Regions from separate parts of the Mus musculus genome. Here all the other regions are linked to region 1. Evidence: chromatin contacts called from public Hi-C, HiChIP or PLAC-seq, capture Hi-C and promoter capture Hi-C data. All regions are on one chromosome and are shown on one strand. The core of a region is the stretch at or near the end of the contact, and the rest is flanking DNA. Distances in the headings are between cores, read along the strand shown. Region 1 holds the start of P2ry6 (pyrimidinergic receptor P2Y, G-protein coupled, 6). Region 2 holds the start of Stard10 (START domain containing 10). Region 3 holds the start of Pde2a (phosphodiesterase 2A, cGMP-stimulated). Region 4 holds the start of Atg16l2 (autophagy related 16-like 2 (S. cerevisiae)). Region 5 overlaps Fchsd2 (FCH and double SH3 domains 2).

Evidence for each region. Hi-C and Micro-C count contacts between places; a contact is called where the count stands out from the background. HiChIP or PLAC-seq counts read pairs in DNA pulled down with a chosen protein or histone mark. Capture Hi-C pulls out chosen DNA fragments and counts their contacts.
Region 2: a promoter capture Hi-C map of liver shows a contact between it and region 1. The contact joins the promoter of Stard10 here to the promoter of P2ry6 in region 1. A contact is called at or near these places in 13 of 39 promoter capture datasets (the 3T3-L1 cell line, the C10 cell line, the HPC-7 cell line and 5 more), 1 of 484 Hi-C or Micro-C datasets (bone marrow-derived macrophages), 15 of 115 datasets of contacts at active chromatin or transcription factors (the 230-238 cell line, bone marrow-derived macrophages, craniofacial prominence and 10 more) and 3 of 9 other capture datasets (embryonic stem cells, liver and macrophages).
Region 3: a contact with region 1 is called in a capture Hi-C map of macrophages, with 4 times the contacts expected there. The contact joins the promoter of Pde2a here to the promoter of P2ry6 in region 1. A contact is called at or near these places in 2 of 115 datasets of contacts at active chromatin or transcription factors (both in embryonic stem cells) and 3 of 9 other capture datasets (adipose tissue, embryonic stem cells and macrophages).
Region 4: an H3K4me3 HiChIP or PLAC-seq map of the 230-238 cell line shows a contact between it and region 1, with 11 times the contacts expected there. The contact joins the promoter of Atg16l2 here to the promoter of P2ry6 in region 1. A contact is called at or near these places in 15 of 39 promoter capture datasets (the 3T3-L1 cell line, the C10 cell line, the HPC-7 cell line and 8 more), 1 of 15 datasets of contacts at CTCF or cohesin (large pre-B cells), 7 of 484 Hi-C or Micro-C datasets (bone marrow-derived macrophages, differentiating embryonic stem cells, embryonic fibroblasts and 2 more), 26 of 115 datasets of contacts at active chromatin or transcription factors (the 230-238 cell line, the SCID.adh cell line, SST interneurons and 18 more) and 4 of 9 other capture datasets (adipose tissue, liver, macrophages and 1 more).
Region 5: a Hi-C map of bone marrow-derived macrophages shows a contact between it and region 1, with 29 read pairs. The contact joins the enhancer-like site here to the promoter of P2ry6 in region 1. A contact is called at or near these places in 9 of 39 promoter capture datasets (the C10 cell line, the HPC-7 cell line, cranial neural crest and 6 more), 2 of 15 datasets of contacts at CTCF or cohesin (the NIH/3T3 cell line and large pre-B cells), 13 of 484 Hi-C or Micro-C datasets (the G1E-ER4 cell line, the HL-1 cell line, bone marrow-derived dendritic cells and 4 more), 7 of 115 datasets of contacts at active chromatin or transcription factors (bone marrow-derived dendritic cells, bone marrow-derived macrophages, embryonic limb bud and 3 more) and 5 of 9 other capture datasets (adipose tissue, bone marrow-derived macrophages, liver and 2 more).

What each region holds. Positions count from the first base shown.
Region 1 is chr7:100,962,995-100,966,896 of GRCm38.p6, forward strand. It overlaps P2ry6 (pyrimidinergic receptor P2Y, G-protein coupled, 6), which reads right to left and starts at 1,372. Exons shown (of 3, transcript NM_183168.2): 1 at 1,225-1,372.
Region 2 is chr7:101,319,420-101,323,218 of GRCm38.p6, forward strand. It overlaps Stard10 (START domain containing 10), which reads left to right and starts at 1,694. Exons shown (of 7, transcript NM_019990.5): 1 at 1,694-1,933; 2 at 2,295-2,614. The coding sequence starts at 2,408.
Region 3 is chr7:101,449,165-101,453,357 of GRCm38.p6, forward strand. Pde2a (phosphodiesterase 2A, cGMP-stimulated) reads left to right here and starts at 2,088. Exons shown (of 30, transcript NM_001143849.2): 1 at 2,088-2,304. The coding sequence starts at 2,188.
Region 4 is chr7:101,300,236-101,304,443 of GRCm38.p6, forward strand. It overlaps Atg16l2 (autophagy related 16-like 2 (S. cerevisiae)), which reads right to left and starts at 1,853. Exons shown (of 18, transcript NM_001111111.1): 1 at 1,666-1,853. The coding sequence starts at 1,792.
Region 5 is chr7:101,230,089-101,234,274 of GRCm38.p6, forward strand. Fchsd2 (FCH and double SH3 domains 2) reads left to right here. Exons shown (of 20, transcript NM_001146010.1): 9 at 3,784-3,906. Among named protein-coding and RNA genes, the nearest start is that of Gm50587, 26 kb to the right of the region's middle. Within about 2 kb of position 2,788, at least 7 of the 459 cell types and tissues checked have an H3K27ac peak or open chromatin away from gene starts, as enhancers often do.

The sequences.
Region 1 (3,902 bases), core at 122-2,621:
AAAAAAGAAAGAAGGAAAGAAAAAAATTTCTCCAGGCTGGCCTTGAACTCATTACGTAGCTGAGGATGACCTTGAATTTCTGATCCTCCTGCTTCTACATCCTGAGTAGGGGCATGACAGATACTCACTGCCATGCCCAGTATCTTGTAGTGCTGAGGATCCAGCCCAGGGCTTCAGACATGCTTTGCAACAAGCTGAGCTTCATCCTAGCCAAATGGAGTCTCAGCAGTAGAAACTCCCACTGGCACTGGAGCTACACACACTCACGAACTACACATCCACACCTTTGTCTTGCACACACATGCAGATGCACCATGGAAGGCATAGCACTTGGTACATGCATGTAATCCTAGCGCTGGGAAGGCTGCGCCAGGTACAAAGCTAGCTTCGTACGTTCCGGAGGTAGCAGTACCAAATATGGGGCGCCTGCCTGCCTTTCCTCCGTCAGGATCAGCAGAGGCAAATGTGAACAGAAACCCTCAGAAGGATTTAGCCCTGCTCCCAGATACATCCAATTACTCTGCTTTTCTTCCCCTTAACAAGCAGTGCCTGGACTCAGGGAATCCGTTTTCCCAGTGGAGTTAACCTCAGGCTACATTGTATTTTAGCATCCTTCCTGCTAGTTCCTGCCAAGGCGCCTGAGCAGCTCTGAGAGTCCCGCCCAGCCCCTCCCCAAGGGACCCTCTTTACTCTCTAAAATTTGACACACACAGAGTTTTGGGTTTTTTTTTTTTTTTTTTTGAGATAGGATCTTTCTGACCTGCAACACACAAGAGATGCACTATGCAGAAGAGGCTAGTCTTGAACTCACAGAGATTGCCTACCTCTGCTGGGATTAAACACATTTATATGCTATATCATCTAGCATAGACAATACTCAGGCACATGCTCAGCTACTTGAACTCACAGGTAAGAAGTTGAGGCCCAGAAAGGGGAAAAAATGTCATGTTTCATTCAGAAGTCAAACTCTGACCTCTGCCTCAGTATTCCACCTCCCCACCCAAGACACAGTCAGGTCCCCATTTCCTTGCCTCCTCCACTCCAGGCCTCTGTGCCTTGTCCCCCGGTGTTGTGCAGCCTAGTTCTGGGCAGAACTTGGTAGAGGAAATAAGAGGAAGGGAGAAGGCCCCACACCCACCCACACCTGCTCAGCCTTCTGCACCCAGCCCGGGACTGCAATGGTGTGCACAGCGGGCAAACACTGGAGGAGGGAAGCACCCTTACCTGAAAACTCCCTCTGACACAGCAACCGCCTGCAAGCCATGAGAACTGGAGCAAGCTAGACTCCCGAAGCAGCCCCTGCCACCAGGCAGTTCTTGTGCCCCAGAGTGCAGGAGTCTGGGAGGTGGCAGATGAGGTAACTGGGACTACCAGGAGGGGAAGTGACACTGTCTCTCAGGCCTCAATCTGGAGATCTTGCTCAAGTGTCTGGCACAAGGCTGAGTCAGCCACTGCCGGACTAGGAGCAAGTCACCCCTAGCTCTGCCCACTCAGCCTAGCGATGGGGACCGTCGGACCATCAGTTTAGCCTGAGGGTTCCTGGGAAGATGGAAGGAGGGAGCACTCAAGGCCCAGGGCTGGGCACAGGGAGGCTCCTAGCTACACACCAGCTCCCCTCCTGGCCTCTCTCAAGTTTGGACAGAGCCTGGCTCCTGCTCATTACTGCCACAGGGAACAATTACCCTGGTTTCTCAGCAGTGCCTGGAAGGCTCATTAAGAGAGACCCAGACCCCAAGATTAAGGAATCTGTTGTCTGTGACTCCAACCATGCATGTCCAGACACCACTCTCCAGGGACCAAGAATGGCTCCTCAGAAAGAGGGTGGCTTGGAAGAAGGGCAGAACAGGGGTGACTCTTCCTCCCTAACCTCCATCCATCCTGGGGCTTGGGCAGGACCAGCAGAAGGCAATGGATAGCTCTGCCTGGGTACTTGACTGGCCCGGACAGCCCCTCCCTGTCAATCGGATTATCCCCTATCCCCTTTCTCCTCGTCTGGTGTCATTTACTAGGAGTGAGAGTGCAGAGCAAAGTCTCTGATCGGAGGTGAGAGCTTTAGAGAAAAATCAAGAGAGGTGTGTTGAGTAGAGTTAGGGTCTCCTCAAGTGGACTGAACTAGGATTTACTAGGTCTCCGTTTCCTGTACCACTTTCTGTCTCTCTCTGGAGAAGTCCACCCAGCCTGGAGGAGACCGTACCTCAAGCCCTACAGGATGGAAGCAGGCCAGGAGCTAAGGCCAGGCAGGCTCCTGGGCCCTGCTTCAGTTCGGAACGCCAATGCTTTGATTTGTGCCCAGAGCCTGGCCTGCAAGCCCTCTGCAGGCCAGAAGAGGAAATACACCCTCTGACCTACCCCAGCAGAGGGGTGGCTCTGGGGCCTTGCCTGGGTTCCAAGACAAGGCAGAGGTGTCTTGTCCCTTGGTCCTCTTCCCTGGCATGTATACATGAAAGAAGAGCCTCACAGTGGAGTTGTGTGAGGGAGCTAACACAGCTCCAGGTGTAGGAAGATCAAGATTCCCTACACAAAGCTTGCTTGGTGGTCCTAGCCTGCCCCATCCCCTAGGCTCCCAACCAAGCCCATTTTTCATACTCTAAGCCCCAGAGGCAGAAAGCATTTTCCCTTAGCCCAAGGATAAGATGGCACTGGTTAACTCTGCTTGAATTTGCTGTGTGACCTTAACCAGTGTCTGTCCCTCTCTGGATCTCAGTTCTCCTATCTGTAAGATGTAGTAGTAATAGCAATAGTAATAGTAGCAGCTGCAGTAGTAAGAATGATGATGATGATGATGATGATGATGGTGGGGTGATGATGATGATGGTGGTGGTGGTGGTGATGATGATGATGGTGGTGATGATGATGATGATGATAATAAATGAAGGCACCCACATCTTGGTGGTACCATGAATGGTCATCACAGTAACTAAAAGGCAATGTGCAGACCAAGATAACAGAGGGTATCACACGTTCCTCACATCCTGAGACCCTGATCTCTCAGGGCCCCTGGCAGCAGGCCCATTCTCTTGATAAGAAGTAAGTGTGACTTCATAGAAAACAAAGAAGTCGCTACTCCCACCCAATAGCAGGCCACTGACAGGAAGATCCCTCTGTCCCTGTGTAGGGAAAATCCTGAAAAGGAATACTGCAGTGGGGGGGGGGGGCAAAGTATCCAGAGGGTCAGCTCCCAGGCGAGAGGACGTGGCAGTCAACCTGGAGGAATGCTGGGCACGCACACTTGCGGGCTGGTCAGGGAGTGCGTTCACCTCTACATTGTGGGGTACAGTGCTTGTGTGCATCTGTGCCTTTGCTGTGCTGTCTACATACCTCACTCCAGGGTACCCCAGAATTCCCAGTCCACAGCAGTGTTTTCCCAGGCCCGCAATTCCAGGGCAGCTCAGATGCCATAGGAGATTTGTAAGGTGGCAGCCACCACAGGCTCCTCGACTTTCCCCAGAACAAAAGCAGTTGCATAAGAAGAGGAGGAAGGCTTAGGGGATTAAGCAGGCTCTGCCAGATCAGCCCTGGGTGTGGGCTTCTCTGGAAGGGCCAAAAGCCCCACTATCCTCAGACCTTTAGTGGCCCAAAAGCAATGGGCACTGAGCCTTCTTCTACAATGACCTCTCTGCCTCGAGCCACCTACAATAAGTCAGACACTCCCACACAGCCAGGCTACCCTGAGAGCCCTGTCCCTGGTGACCACTGCTGGATCAAGCTCACTGCCTTCCTTCTGGCCTTCCTTGGGTATATTTACCCCTTGCAGAACTGTGCTTCCTGCAGCAATAGATGAGAGCTCTCCCTGCCCACTGAGGATTGAGAAGGAGCCACGGGTAGGGATGGTCTCTTGTATATTCTAGGTCCCAAGGCCCTTATCCGATGGCTCCTTGCCACCCTCAAGATGTGAGAGAGTC
Region 2 (3,799 bases), core at 444-2,943, 360 kb after region 1:
ACTGATGGGGACCTGCAGTTTTGTTTTGTTTTAGAAGACTTACTTTGTAGAACACCTTTCAGGGCCACTTTGTAGAACACCCATCATGGCTACCTGTTTGCCCCTGACTTATTTTTTATTTTTTTATTTACCAATGATTAAACCTAGGGCTCTACCACAAAGTTACAGCCTCCCTAACTATCCTGGAACTCACTCTGTAGACCAGGCTGGCCTCAAACTCAGAAATCCACCTGCCTCTGCCTCCCATGTGCTGGGATTAAAGGTGTGTGCCACCACTGCCCGGCAGCCTTTAAAAACATTTTGGGGTGGGGGGGCAAAGTCTTACTTTGTTGCCTGTGCTGGTTTTGAACGGAATATGCAGCCCAGGGAAAGCCTTAAACTTTGGGTCTTCCTCCCCAGTCTCCTGAGTAGCTGGGATTATAGGTCTGTGCTACCACATCCAGTTTCCTGCTTATTTTAAAAGTGGGCATGATTTACAAAGATCTCAGAGCCCTGAGCACTTCAGGGAAAAAAAAAAAAAAGCACATCTATTTGTGAACCTACAGTGCTGAGTCTGCGGTTTTCTTTTAACACCTGTAAGAAAAGAAATCTACATGGTGGAGATAAGAGGTGACTTCTGAGGGACCAGGGGGAGAATGCAGAGGGCACAGAAGGAGCCTGGGTGGCAGAGGCTTGGTACTCTGGCACTGGTGGGAATAGCCATTAGCAGACTCTGGTACTACTAGGTCAGTGGTAGTCACTTATTGCTCCTAATATCCAGAGGAGCACACCAAAGGCTTTCCCTGCTCGTCTCTGGCCCAGACAGTGACAAGACTGCCATGCTCATACTGGCCTGGCCCTAGCTTTCACTGGGTAGATGGGACAGGGCTCCCAGAATGGAAGAGTAGGCAGAAGAGTTAGTGGACAGAATTTACATCAGGCTACAGAGTAGAGCTCTGGTCCACTCTATTCTACAGAGGGGTGGAGGGGGCCTGTGCTCCAGTGTTCTGCAGCCCTGTGCTTTTGAGAACTGGTCTTCGCCTAGGGGAGGTGTGGGTAAATGGCTGAGAGCTAAAGAGGGGTGGGTTTGGAAGCTGCCAAATAGGGATGTAAGAGGTTGCTGGCTCAGGACCTCTCTCTGGCCAGAGTGAGGCTGAAGTGGAAATTTTGCCAAATTCTGGCCAGCCTTTGAACCTTGAGCCTTTAAAGTCGGATCAACTTCCGGCTGGGTTTGCACACCCTACTGGAAAATTGAGTTGGGTGTGTGGAGGAGGCTTGTTATGCTCTTGGTTCTTGGGGCTTGCAGGCTGTCGCCATTTCTAATTTAGTTACTGAGGGGCTGTCATCCCTATTCCTGCTAGTTAGTCTTTCAATTGTCATGAGGGTGTGTGCCCACCCTTGAATCTCTGAAGTGTTGTGTGTGTGAATAAGCTGTTGCAGAAGCGTGTACCTGCAAGGGTGGGAGCGAAGAGTAGAGAAGAGGCTCTCAGTTAACTTCCAGAATCTCTCTTGGCACCTCAACCTTACTCTGAGAGCCCAGGCTACTTTGTTACTTCGCTATGTGGTTCCTGCTCACAGGTCCCCGGTCCTCTGATAGTCTACATCTCTCCCCGGACTTTGCCCCTTCCCCGGGGCTTACGGGGGCGGGCGCTAGGACCCGGCGGGGCGGGGCGGGGCGGGGCTCGGTGCTCCCGCAGTTCTTACCTCCGCAGCCTGGAAAATACCGAGCGAGGCGAGCGGAGCCCGGGAGCCCCGAGCCTAGCGGGAGGGAGGAGGGCGGAGGGGGCGCGCGGGGCGGGGGGCGCGGAGCGGGGCGGGGCCGGCGGCGGGACCCACTGCTCCTCCCCCCAGGGTCCCCGCGCGGCCCCCGGTCGCCCGGGCAGCGGAGGCAGCGGCGGCGGCGGAAGAGCTCGCACACCGGCCCCGGCGGGCCCCGGCAGAGAAGCCCGCACAGGTGAGACTCCGCCACCACACCCGCCCCCACCACGGCCCCGCGCGGCTTGCTGCTGAGTTAGTTGTGCGAGTCCGGCCAGCACCGCGCGAGGACTCCGTGCCAGACCCGCACTTGCGATCCCCCAGAGTCCCGCCCGGCTCTCGCGGGCTCCTGCACCCGCTACGCAGCAATCCTACTGCCGCTCCAGGGAAGTATGAGGTCGCTCCTTGTGGGAGGGTGGCCCAAGTGACTGTCCTGTGCCGGTGCACAACCGCCTGGGGCCAGTACCTGCCCTTTTCAAGCTGTCCGCTGGTCCGGGACCCCGGCTAGCCCCACCCGCGCCCCCAGCGCACTGACTCTGGTCCCCAAACCGGTCTTGCAGGTCCCAGGAAGGTGGCGTCAGCATCTGCAGCCGCGTCGACGTTGTCTGAGCCTCCGCGGAGGACCCAGGAGAGTCGGACTAGGACCAGGGCCCCGGGCCTCCCCACGCTCCCTATGGAAAAGCCAGCTGCCTCAACAGAACCCCAAGGGTCTCGGCCCGCCTTGGGCCGTGAAAGTGTCCAGGTGCCCGATGACCAGGACTTCCGCAGTTTCCGGTCAGAGTGTGAGGCCGAGGTGGGCTGGAACCTGACCTACAGCAAGGCCGGCGTGTCTGTGTGGGTGCAGGCTGTGGAGATGGATCGAACTCTGCACAAGATCAAGGTAGGATTGCCCTGTGGTACCTGCAGCCTCCACTCCTCCCGAACTGTCTCTCACAGGAATCTCCTCGCCCATACTCAGACCAGGGACCCATAGAGGGGTGCATGTGAGCTCAGAGTCTCCTAATATAAACCAGAGGACACACATGGGCCATATGACCCGGGTTCTAACCTAGGCATGCCTGTGTGTTTGGGAGATGGGTGATGGCCAGGTACACTTAGGGGAATAGTGTCTCTCAAAGGTCTGTCTTTCAGAGTAGCTTCTGCTTGGACCCTTAGTTTGACCCACTAGGTAGGTGAACGGCCCACTTCCTCCTTCACCCGGGGTTCTCTAGCCCGCGATGGGTCTTCTGCTCTACTTTCTGCACTCTTGGGTGCAGAGGATGAGATTCCTTCCTTCTCAATTCCTCTAGTCCTCTCTGTCCCTGCCCAGTGGCTCTATCAGGCTCTGAGCCTGCAGCAGGCCTTTAGGACTGTGGCTGGCAGCTCCTGACTGCTGTCTTGCCCTGAGCCACCCTGGGGGTGCACTAGAGGAGGCAGGGTCTTAGTGTCAAGGGAAACCAGCTCAGAAGGCAGATACGTACTCATCAGCCCCTCACTGCCATCCCCCTCCTCCCTGCCCCATGATTCTCTTCTCTCTGTCATGGCAGGGTAGCTTGGGGTTTGATGGAGGCAGAGATTCTGGTCTAGGGGGTCTCAGTAGCTGTTTGTTACACGTGTGGTTTGGTTGTGAGTGCCACATTGCAGGGTGTGAACTTCCCCTTAGAGAGCTCTTGGAAGGCCATTCCCTTGCACCCTCCTGCTGCTCTGGATCTGTCACGGATGCATTCCTATTCTTAGGGTCCAGGGCACTGGACTGTCTTAACAGGGTCCCTTCTGTCTAGGACCTTTATACCAGAGCCTGAGGTGCTGGCCTTTTTCCTCTGGCCCTATGCTTCTTTTTGCCTTGCCCTAATCATTTATAGCTTTATCCACCTGCCCCCCCCCCCCACACACACACAACTGGCTTGCTCTTCCTGCTGTCCCTTTGCCCTCTGTGTCTGTCTCCGTCTGCCCTTGCTAACTGACTCTTTCTGCGTTTCCGTGGCTACCTCCTTGCTCTGAGTCTCTTCCCAGGCTTAAAGACCCTGGGCTGGAGCTTCTTCAAGGCCTAGTGTAGGTCTGAGCCTGAGGAGTAGGGCGGGCAGGG
Region 3 (4,193 bases), core at 838-3,337, 490 kb after region 1:
CACAGAGAAACCCTGTTTCAAAAAACGAAGAAGAAGAAGAAGAAGAAGAAGAAGAAGAAGAAGAAGAAGAAGAAGAAGAAGAAGAAGAAGAAGAAGAAGAAGAGGAGGAGGAGGAGGAGGAGGAGGAGGAAGAGGAAGAGGAAGAGGAAGAGGAAGAGGAAGAGGAAGAGGAAGAGGAAGAGGAAGAGGAAGAGGAAGAAGAAGAAAGAAGAAAGAAGAAAGAAGAAAAGAAGAAGAAGAGGAAGAAGAAGGAAGAAGGAAGAAGGAGGAGGAGGAGAAGAAGAAGAGGAGGAGGAGGAGGAAGGGGAAGAGGAGGAAGAAGAAGAGGAGGAGGATGAGGAGGAGGAGGAAGAAGAAGAAAGAAGAAGAAGAAAGAAGAAGAGGAAGAAGAAGAGGAAGAAGAAGCAGCAGCAATTGGCTTAGATCCCATCTCCAGACATGACTCCCAGGAAGGATACAAAAAGGCCCCCCCTAGATCACTGATGTGGAATCCAGAAAAGGGGTCTTGGAGCAGATGGCCTCTGAGTTGCTCTTGAATGGTTAGCAGGTGACAGGGTGGCACCATGACAGACCAGGAGGCAAGAATGAGGCAGCTGCTGTCTAAAAGAAAAGGGCTGTATAAAAACAAGGGATGGGGGTTGTCAGAGCTGGTCAATAATCAGGGTTGAACTGTGGAAGGTCTGTAATGCCAAGTGAGAGATTTAGGTTTTATGGTGCTCGTGGTAGAGACCCCCACTAAGGATGTTTGAGCACTGGAAGCTGTAAGCTCAGCTAGGAGGGGGAAAAATCCTTGTGTGGAAGATCACCCCTTGAGCTACTGGGACAGCTAGGACACTTCCAAGCCTGTGCCAGGTGCTGGGACCGTGTCCAGCACTGGGCTCAGTGACTCAACACTGGGGAAATTGCTCCCCAGGGGGAAAGGGCCCAAATGAATCACATCTATGAGGCAAGGAGCAGGGGGCTCACTGAGTCACCTTCCAAGGGCTGGGGGGAGAGGGAAGTACAGGAAGAGGGGCAGTAGCGCAGAAAGGAGAACCAGGGAAAGTCACAGTGAGGGCTGTCAGGAGTCTGTCTGTCTCACCATCATTCCAAGTTTTTGTCTTCTGGCAGCCCTGTGGGACAACTGACACCCAATGGGAAGGGGATCAAGCTAAAGTTACACTGGCAAAATCCAGGAAGACCCAAATTCACCATTTGATATAGACTCGTCCTGTGCCTTAGCCCATCTTATAGCAAGCAGAGGCTAGAAAACAGGTTGGTCCAGGCAAGGGGTTTGACCCAAGTTACACAAATGTCCCCTCATCCCTCCAGCCATCCCCTACTGGGGTCAGGGTGCACCTTTGCGATAGAACACCAGGGGGCGCAGGAGCGTCACGGCTGCTGCAAGTGCCTGAGCACAGAGGCGGCTCTGCAGAGAAATGCGCTCCCAGCTCTCGGGGTCCCACCGCGGAACTGCGGACTAGATGGCCCTGGGGCTTGCACCCTTTTCAGCCTCCTGGGACGCCGATGAAGGCCTATCTGGTAGCCTTAGGAACCCAGTGCTCTCACCCCACATTTGGGAACGGTGCGCCTGTGTGTGTCAGGGCGCACGTGTCTCCTTCACAGATCTGCTACCGCTTCAGGGCTCGTCCCATTTTGGAGCGACCTCTAAATTTCTCCCTCACTTTCCTCTACCCTCTGTACTGGAAGGAGTGAAAGGACCTCGGGGCTCCCGGACTGTGGCCGCGGCCCCTCTCCCCGCACTGCGCTGGACTCGGCCTCGGGGTTCTGGCCGGGCTACTGAAGTCCAAGTGATGGGGAGAGAATGTGGTGCGACAGTGCGCGGGACTCTGGGAGGGGCCCTACCACATAGGAGGAGTGACAATGGGATAAGCGGAAGGCAGCGAAGGCTGAGAGGCGACCGAGGAGTGGGAGCCCTCGTAGCCGACCCGCTGCAGGAGACTTGAGAGGGTGAAGGCCTGGCAGGGAGCAAGCCGGCCGGGATCGGGTGGGGTCCGATCTTTGGAAGGCGTTGAAGTGCTGTCCCCGGTAGCAGAAACGTAGGCGGGGCCTGGAGGCCTGGGGCGGGACGGGGGCGGGGGCGGGGCGGGACCAGGGCGGACCCTCGCGCGGACCGGCGAAGCTGTTGCGGACGCGCTGACCGAGTGCAGCGGGCCGGGCTGGAGGGGCGGGCGGGCGGCTGCGAGCATGGTCCTGGTGTTGCACCACATCCTCATCGCTGTTGTCCAATTCCTCAGGCGGGGCCAGCAGGTCTTCCTCAAGCCGGACGAGCCGCCGCCGCAGCCATGCGCCGACAGCCTGCAGGTAGGAGGCCCCCCCCCCCCCCATTCTGGGTAACAGGGAGAAGCGGGTGTCCAGGGAGAGCCCGGTGAGGGCCCGGTCTTCTGAAGAGCTTGCAGTCGTCTGCCCCACGGTCTACTCTCTCCTGAACCTTCCTTTAAGAGGGGACCCTTCCCTTAGTTTGGAACCCGTCTTGTACTGAATGGGACTGCAGCCATACCCAGAGGGGGTCCTTGATTCTTCGGCTCATAGTTCAAATGCCCCTCCAGATTCTGACTCTGCTTCGCATCTAGAACTCCTCCATCCCAAGCCCCGAAGTCCTAATCCTCGTTGCCCCCCTCAGCCACATTAACAGCTCTGTATAAACCCGGAGTTCCCTCCTCCCAGGTTAGTCCCACTCCCCTCTCAAACCTCTGGCTCTCTACTGTACATATCAGATTCCAGGCACACCCATATCCCCTAAGCCCCTGGCTGCAGAGAACTTTACCTCATAAGTAGGACCTCACCCCCAAACCTCTATCTTCTATTTTATAAAGTCTTACTCCCCATCCTTACTAATCATCTAGATTCTAGTCACCATCTTCCACCCAACCCAAGGGTCCAACCCCCTTTTAAAACCCAGATTCTCTCTTCTCCTCTGCCAGACTGCCCCCTCCCAGTCCTCATCTTTTACACAGACCTCCAGTCTCCTCCTGTTGCCTCCCAGCCTCTAGATGTGATAGTCCCATATCATTCTTCCAGTTCCCAAATTTCTGAGTGCATCATCCTTTGGCCCCTCTGCTGTTCTCTTGTTTAGTGTGTTGCTCCAGGCTGCCTACCTCTCCTGGTCTGTTCAGCCCTTCAGTTTCTGTAGGTCTCTATCTTTGTGCTAGGGTCTTTCTGTGACCATGCCTTCCCTACATGTCTGCCTCTACTTTGGGTCGTGGGGGAACCGGCTCAGAAGACAGGGCTGGAGCCTCTAGGACCTCCACCTGTGCCTGTGTTCTCAGGTATGGCATAGGATGGACTCAAGTCCAAGGGCTTAAACATGGAGAACGTTGCCCTCAGGGTGCCCAAAATATATGGTGGGTAGGGATCGTGAGGTGGGACACTGGTATTTATAACTTATACATGATATCTCCTTATCCCAGCTGTCCTGGTAGTGACTGGGGCAGTTGGGTTTGGGGATAGAGAGAGGGGGTAAATGTCCTTCACCTGTAGTGAGGGATGGGTGAGTCTGGGGTATATGTGCTTATGTGAGGGTTCCTGTGTACATAGCATGTGTTGAGTGTGCCTTGTGTGTAATCATATATGTTGTGCTATGTATAATCACATCATTTGAGTGAGATTTAGCATGGGGAGATGACAGTATGGAGATTGTGAGTCTGTGGTGTTACATGCTCTGTGTGACTACAGTGGCAGGATCGTGGGTGGGAGTTGTAGCACAGCGAGTGACTGTGGTGTGTGCATGTAGTTGTGTCTGTCATGGCATTGTGATGCTATAGGGACAGCTTGCATGTTGAAGACTGAATAAGTGGCTATACATGCTATTTCTCTGCAGTATGTGGTCAGAATGAGTCCTAGTATGGGCCTGTTGGTTTCGAATGGATGTCCTGTGAGAGAGGAGTGGAGGTTTATGTCTGGCTGTGCTTCTAGCCTCCTGGGTAGCTTAGGGTCACTATGGTACATCCTGGGTTTGCTTGGAGAAAATATTTGGACGCCTGTGTGTTAGTGTTTGTGTGCTATGTGCCTGTGGTGACTGTTCGTGCAACTATGGATGAGACCGGGTGCAGCCAAAACCCAGGGTCCGGTTCGCTCAGCAGCTGGTTGACCAGGTTGGAGGGTGGGCAGGAGAAAGCAGTTTCCAGACTGAAGGACTTTGTGTGTCTACAAATGGGTGATATTTTGGTCTGACATTAAGCATGCAAATTATG
Region 4 (4,208 bases), core at 603-3,102, 340 kb after region 1:
GTGGCAAAGGCAGAGCCGCTTGCCAACAAACTCCCGACATACAAGCTACCTCATACTGGGATGGCTGCAGGAGCCCAGGGGTCTTGGGAATAAAGAAGCCTCTGAAGGCTGGGCTCTGCCCCTTCCTGGGGGAATATCTGTATCTGGCAAAGCCTCATCACAGCACAGGCCCACAAGCCCACCCAGGAGACAAGGACAGAAAGACCACCAATGCTGGGGACAAACATGGCTAGGTAGCACTTGAAGAGAGAACAGAAGGAAAGCAAGGGGCCTGGGATTAGTTCACCTCTGCCAGGGACAAAGTCTGGACCCAGAGCATGTTGAAATAAACAAAACCACCTGTGTATGGCCTCCAGCAAGTCGCTTCCCCTCCAAGACCTCAAGGTTTACAGTTAAGTAATTCTCACTTCCACGCAACAGCTTCCCCCAGGTCAATATTGAAAGCCCTTGAGCAATTATCGAACAAATCTTCCCAAGATAGGTGGTTAGACCTTGGACCCCCTCACCCACATTCCTTCCAGCTGTTTTGTTTTGTTTTGTTTTGTTTTGTTTTGTTTTGTTTTGTTTTAAACCAATTCCAGGCAGACTGAGGCTGCTAACCTCAGGCCAGATCCTCACCTCCCTTCCTTCTCTGTCTGAGGTTCCTGGACCCTGACAAATTCTCAAAACTACCTGAGACCACAAGGCATTGCAAGCACCCCTACCCCGGCATACAAGGTCACAATGTGCCTCATTTGCAAGTAAGAAATCTGAGGTAAAGGACTTGAATTACCCCAAACCACAGACCTGGGTCTCTAGGTTCCCAGTCTTGCAGTTCTCCTGGGTGGTCCCTCCCTTAAACCGATAGTCCCACTGCCCATCAGAGCAGTTGGAGAAGTGGGGTTGTCTGGAGGTAGAGGTATCCAACCCCAAGAGAGGGCCAGCCCTCACAAAGTTCCAAGGAAAACAAATTTGATTGCGTGGGTGCATCAAAATTAGCACCAAGTGAGGAAGAAGTAGGGAGTATGGTTAGACTTTCAGCCTCAAACACACAATCACAGTCCACCAAAAGGCAGTAAATACAGATGCACTCCAGTGTTCCTCGGATGGAGTGCACACATCTCCTCCTCCTAGCCAAAGTGCCCAGAAATAACCACATGAGAATTTAACTTCCGCCGCGCGACAAACAACCTAAAGGAACCCGGAGCCCCATTCGAGCTACGATCCGCTAGGCACTGAGGTACTCCACGAACGTACGCCAGTATAACCTATCCGTACCAGAACCTACCAGAGACTTTCGCTCCTTCCTTTCAGCTACCGTGGCTGTTCTGGCCACGCCTGCCTTCTTTAACTGGGCTCTGGGACCAAATGGACTGACCAGGCCTTGCCCTAGGGACGGCCTGAAAGAAGGACTCGACAAAACCATCACTGAGACAGAGCTTGTGTCTAGGATGCTCAAGGGAGGCAGAGCTGAGTCTTTGGGGCTAAGCAGCACCAGAGCTGGAAACAGCAGGCAAGCCAATGCGGAGAGGGGCGTAACAGGTTCCAAGACGCAAAGCCCTCGGGAACCGTGACGGCGCCGCTGCCCTGAGTCACAAGTCGAGTGGCGGGACAAGCCCTCTCCCCGAGCGGGGAGTCCCACCTCCTCAAAGCCAGTCATCCCCGAGCCCCCAGGGACGCACTCACAAGCCGGCACTAGCTCCAGGAAGAGCGCCTTTTGCGTGCGGTCCCGATGCCGCAGCTGCCGCACGATGTGGCGCTTCCAGACAGCGGCGGGCGCGCAGGGATCGCAGGGGGCGCCAGGTCCTGCCATGGCCGCCGAGTCCCTAGCGGCCGCGCAAAGCTCCAGCCCGAGCAGGGGGGCGGAGCCTCCCGGGGACTCCATGACGTCAGGGCGGCAGCAGCGGGGAATCCCCGGGCTGTACCAAGCGCTTTTGTCGGGGAGATCTGGACACCTCAAAGCAGGTGCTGCTGCGGCCCAGCAAAAACCCTCAGTCCCAGAGGTGTGCGTTTCTGTCCCGGAGTAAGCAGCAGGGATTGAAGCCTCCCTGTCGCCTGTGGGCGCGTCCAGGGCGGGGCCTCAAGGTCGCCTTCCTTAACCTCTTGGTGCCTGGACCAGTGTCAGAAGCTGAGGATGCAGAACTCACTAAGTTACCCCGGAAGGGGAGACCCTACCACCAGGGGCTGTACAGAGACAAGCACCAGGCACAAGCAGTCTAAGAGAGAAGACTGCCTGAAGGAGCCCCACTGTCACCTACAAGGTGACAGTTGAGTGGGGGTTTATGAAGGACCAACTAAGACCGTTACCCAGAGGGAGCGGAGACAAAAGGACTCTTAAGCTCTGGAAAGAACAAGTAGACATGGTCTGATGACATGAAAATTTCCAATGCAGGCGGGCGTTGGGAGTAGCTCAGCGATAGGGTTTTTGCTAACCCTGCGCGGGGGCCTAGATTCAAGGTCCAGCGCTTCAGAGTTGTTAGGACAGGACGCAGAACTGTCCGTGGGAGGAGCAAGATTTAGAGGTCCAGTTGGTAGCAAAATTTAGGGCTCTAAGAAAAGACTCCGTTTATCTGGAAAACCCCAGGCTCAGAGGAGAGAAGAGGCTTCCTCGTTTGCAGCTGTGTGTAGTAGGGAGCTGAGCTAGCCAGCAACCCAGAGTTCTAACTCAGGGCCTATCTGCTGCCTCTCTTGGACAGCACAGACATCTCTTGTGGGTACATTTGACAGTGAATCTGGGCTCACGGGGAATTGTAATGAAATTGTCTCTAGCAAAGAATTCTGCAGATACAGGCTGTGGTAAAGAATGACAGGAGAGGGCTGGTGAGATGGCTCAGTGGGTAAGAGCACCCGACTGCTTTTCTGAAGATCCGAAGTTCAAATCCCAGCAACCACATGGTGGCTCACAACCACCCGTAATGAGATCTGACTCCCTCTTCTGGAGTGTCTGAAGACAGCTACAGTGTACTTACATATAATAAATAAATAAATCTTTAAAAAAAAAAAAAAAGAATGACAGGAGAGACTCAGTGGGCCTAGCCTTACAATATGACATACTGAGGAAGGTTCAGCTTCAAGCCCTGTTTTTAGCTAGGGAAGGCAGACCTGGTTATCCCTAAGAAATAAACCGATGGGAGGGAAAAGGCAATATCAGGAAGCCCTCTAGGCCCTGCAGGGGACAAGCCTTGAGATACTGGGGTCTCAAGTTGGGGGTCTGTTACAGGACTTGAAAAACAGTAAAGGCAAGTGACACCCCAGGGGAATATGTATCTGTTGTTCGGTGAAGCTATAGTGAAGCTGAGCATAATGGCCCATGACTGTAATCCCAGCACTGATGCCAGCCTGGGGTACATAGTAAGTTCCAAGCCAGCTTGGGTTACATAACAAGACTCTATCTCAAAACACTACAAACTGGCCTCAGTCCCCCTTGTGTCTGTCTTGGATACCCCCTGCCTTTGCACTGTACTGTGCCCAGTATTCCTGCTGGAAGTCTGGCTCTGCTCACACATCATATCCAGAAGCACTTCCTGGGGCCTGAGGCTTCTGTGACAACAGCCCCCCCCCCCCAATCCCCAGGTCCTACACAGTGTGCTGCATCTTTAGGTAGGAAGTCATGTTGTGGCAGGTTTTTTAATAATTGTAAAAGATTTCTTTTTAGGCGCGCACATGTGTGGGTATGTGTGTGTGCACGTGCACGAGTGCAGGTGCATCAGAACCCCTGGAATTAAAGTTAGAGCCAGTCTGACTACTAATGTGGGTGCTGGGAAACTCACTCATGTCCTCAGCTAGTGCCTCAGACATTAACTGCTCTTAACCACTGAGCCATCTTTTCAGCACACCTAATGCCTTTTGGACTCACAAAATGCTGCTCCAAATTTTAAACTAGTTTTGTCATCTTTGAATGGTAGGGGAATCAAAGAGTATGGTGACATACTTCCAGGTCTCTTAAGTTTTTATTTATTTATTTTGAAAAAAAAATTTTAACCCACTGCATCCAGTTAGTGCTCCCTCTTTGTGAATGGCTATGGAGTCATCCACTGGGGCATGGGGGGAGTCGACTGATGGGCCACACCCTTAAATTTTTATTTCAAAGACGTGCAGTAGTGGCACATGTCTTTAATCCCAGGACTCTACCACGGAGTTATATCCTGACCCACTCACCTTTTACCCTCAGAGATAAGCTGGCCTCACATTGACCACACCTCCCCAGATCTGGGAAACATACGCTGCAC
Region 5 (4,186 bases), core at 1,538-4,037, 270 kb after region 1:
TAGGACCTTCCACATCGTACAGTTTGTGAACTCAGTTGCTTCTCTTTTGCTGTAATACCATCAGGCTTTTCAGTCATGAGGGCTAATGTGGATTCACCCATAGTTTTAAACCTATAAATTCTGATCCAATACGTTACTTATCAAACAGTTATTTGCTGAACATTGTCAGTATTTCAGGCTCCATGTTTGACCCTCAAGATTCAATGCTAAACAGACTGGCATGGCCCTTCCTGTTCATAGAGTTCAATAACCAAAAGAAGGACAGGCAAGCGTCAGAAGCACAAGATAAAGCCACGAGGTAAAAAGACAAGAACCATCCAGAGTTCACAGCGATCAAGAGAAGCCCTTAAGGCTGAATGATAATGAGCAAGGCAGGGAGAGAGGATGAGGAAAGGGCCTGTGACATGTGACATGTGAGCTCAGAGGCAAGAGAAGTGCTGGTAGAGCTCAGAGAGGCTTAGTTTAGGGAAAGTGTTGCAGGGAAGGGAAATGGCAAACAGGTGAACAAGGGGTCAGACAGAAGCCATGTCCAAACTATTCGGTCAGTGGTAAAGTTCAAAACAAACAAAACCTATCCTGAACATAATGCCTGGCCAGGGAAGAGTGTTGAATAGTCAGTCATATAAAATACAAGTCAGGGGTATCCTCCCTGATGCAGTGCGAAGTGGGATGTCAGGACCAGGCATGGTTACATATACCTTTTATCTGAGCACTCCAGAGACAGAGTCAGGCAGATCTCTGTGAATTTGAGACTAGCCTGGTATTCATAGTGAGATTCAGACCACCCAGGGCTATGTAATACTATCTTGAAAGGAAATGGGTTGGCAGAAATAACTGGAATAGGAAATTGCTAAGAAATAACAAAAGAACTTGGTAGGTTAGCAGTATAGCTCTGTGTTAGAGTGTACACTTTGCATGTGCGAAGTGCAAAGGTTTGATCACTAGCACTGCTAGTTAACTGTTAAAAAGCTTTGATTTCTTTCCTTTCTTCCCTGTTTTCTGGTACTCATACTCAGATAGCTAGTATAATGCCTAAGTACAGTTGACACTCAATAGCAATATCATTCAGACTACATAGGAATATAGTTCACCTTAAACTGCACGCCTTGTTCATGATACCTATATTATCATGTCTTGTATATAGGTAAAATGAGCTATTTCTTCCAAACAAGATTATTAGGATGAGCTACTAAGAATATTTCTAAGTCAAAAACTTCATATCAGAAAACATGTCTCTTTTTAAAACAAATTCATGAAAATCATGATTTAAGGTAGAAATTTTAATTCCATCTCAACACACTACAGTGTCCAAAATGTTCATAACTATTTGAAGTTTATATTTAAGGCATTTCTAGTATAGGGGAATGCCAGGGCCAGGAAGTTGGAGTGGGTGGGTTGGGGAGCGGGGGGGGGGGGGAGGAGATAGGAGATTTTTGGAGAGGAAACTAGGAAAGGGGATAAGATTTGAAATGTAAATAAAGAAAATATCTAATTAAAATTTTTTAAATATATTTAAGGCATTTATTTGCACTGCCTGTTTATAGTACTCAATGGTGCCATCTAGTGGTAAAAGAAGATTCAGCACTATTACTCTGCTTCGGGGACAGGTTTTGTTTTATTTCAAGTCAATTTTATATTAAAAGCTTGATGTAAAAGCCAGACACAAAGTACAAAAATAATTATTGTAAAATTTATATACATGATTCTTATAAATAACATACTAACATACAAGGAATAAAATAAATAAATAACATTCAAGGAATAAAAGAAAGAAGAACAATGTTAGATATCATAATTTAGCCCTGACTGTCCTAGAACTCAATCTGTAGGTCAGGCTGGCTTTGAACTCAGAGATCCCCTGCCTCTCCCTGAGATTAAAGTGCTGGGATTAATGATGTATCCCTCCACCACTTGGTTTAAAACACGTTTTTCAAAAGATACTTGAGAAAGTGAAAAGAGCAGCCCATAAAATGAAAGGAAATATTTACAAATTATTTATCTTGCAAAACTCTGCTATATACAATACATAAAGAGTTATTGCCATTTGAAATCAGAAATAGACTCCAACTGAGATGTATGAAGCAGAGGCTGGAGATGTAGCTCAGTTAGTGAACTATTTGGCCAGCAGTTCAGTTTCTATTACTGTATAAACCAGGTGTGGCAGCACATACCTGGAATCTCAGGTGGAAACTAAAGGGTCAAAAGCTAAGGGTGGGCCAGTGAGATGGCTAAGTGGGTAGAGGCACTTGTGTGCAGGCCTAACAATCTGAGTTGGATCCCCAGATTCTGCAGCACAGCGGGGAAAAAAAATCAGAATTGTACTCTGACTGCCACATATGCACCATGATGCATGTATGTCTTCTGTAAGTAAATATTTTTCTTTGAAAGTTGGAAGTACTTTTAGTTGTATTACAAGTTCAAGTGGTGCTACAGGAGACCCTGTCTCAAAAAAAAAAAAAAGCCAAAGGTTTGAATTAGATAATTCGCCATAGAAAATAGATCAGTATATAGCAAAACATGTAAGGGACTCACAGACAAGTAACTCCAGTCTAAGGAGATCTGATGTTCTCTTCTGACTGCCATGAACACTGTACACTCTATGTGTGTACAGACAGACATTCAGGCGAACACTCATCCACATAAAATAATAAAATATCAACAATAATACCAATAAAGAGCACAATGAATAACACACACACACACACACAAATAAGTGGTGGCAAGGACACAGAGAATCTTCATGAATTGTTGGTTGATAGGGTGCAGCACTCTGGAAAACAAAGTTGCCATATGGCCAAAGGCAGTTCTACTCCTGTGTGTCTCCCCTGGGAACTAGAAGCAGGTGCCAACGCTAAAATAAAGGTAGAAGTGAAACTCTAAAACAAAAACATTTTATTTGGACGTAACAAAAAAATAATACTGCAATCCAGAACACATGCACACACGCTGAAATGACCTCTAGAATGTCTAGGAAACAAAGGAAGGTTTGGCAGCTTTGTTGAGACAAAGAAATTTGAAAGCCATTATGAAAGAAAGCTCATTGGCACTTTGTGTGTTTGAGAGAACTAGGGAGCTCTCATTGGAGAGCAGCAACAGTCACTGTGCAAAACTAGCTCCGTGACAGTTTTGTTAATTGATGAGAAGAGAAAAATGTAGATTTTTAAAAGATAAGGCTGCTGTTTTGATAGTTTGGAATGGCAGGAAAGTTCTTAGAATATCTATGAGAGCTGAGTGTTTTCCCTTTGACCTCTCTAAGATGTGCGTGACGGGAGTGTAATCTATGTAGACAAACACGTGGGCATAAATGTTCATGACATTTTATGTTTTCTCTCAGATTGCTCTGTAGCAAATATATACTAAATCCTAATTCTACCACTAATGGAGGAGACTTGTGTTTATTGTATATGTGTTCCAGGCTCTGTGCCTGGATTCTTTCTTTCTGATAGTCCCTGTAAAATTCCTACATCTAATTGTCATGAAGTGGCTACAGAAGCAGATAAGCAAAGATCAGAAACTAGATGTTTTTGTCTCCAAAATATTCTGGTTTTTTTCCTAAGCTTTAGCAATATTAGATTTTTCCCCTTGTTGGTTGCTATTCATTAGAAATTCAGCACTACCCTAGTAACTGCTCACTGTTCACACGCTCTTATGTAATGCTCTATGCCTTTTGTCAGTTTATTAATAGGTTTTGAAATTGAACATTTCTACATTTTTAAAGACAAAGGAATTATGTGCCAAAGCACTATCATAATTTTTGGCTTCTATAATATTCCTCTCTTTCAGGCTCTTGATGGAAACGTGTATGACCACCTCAAGGATTATTTAATAGCCTTCAGCCGGACCGAGCTAGAAACTTGCCAAGCTATACAGAATACATTCCAGTTTTTACTAGAAAACTCCAGCAAGGTAATGTGTCTTTAATGCAATGACTAGTATTGCCATGTCATAATCTAAAGCTCTTTCCTGAAGATACTAATAATAGTAGAAACATGTTTTAAAGGATGTAGTTCTGAAAAAAATTCTCCTTAACAAAGTGAGAGAATGGGACACTTTCTGGATGAGTTGAATGAAAGGGGGGACATGATGCACAGACTAACTTAGCCATCAGTCTGTGGCCATACATATTGCCTTTGAGAAGAATCAGTGAAGAATGGCCTGCTCACAGGAACTTCAAATCCATTCAACT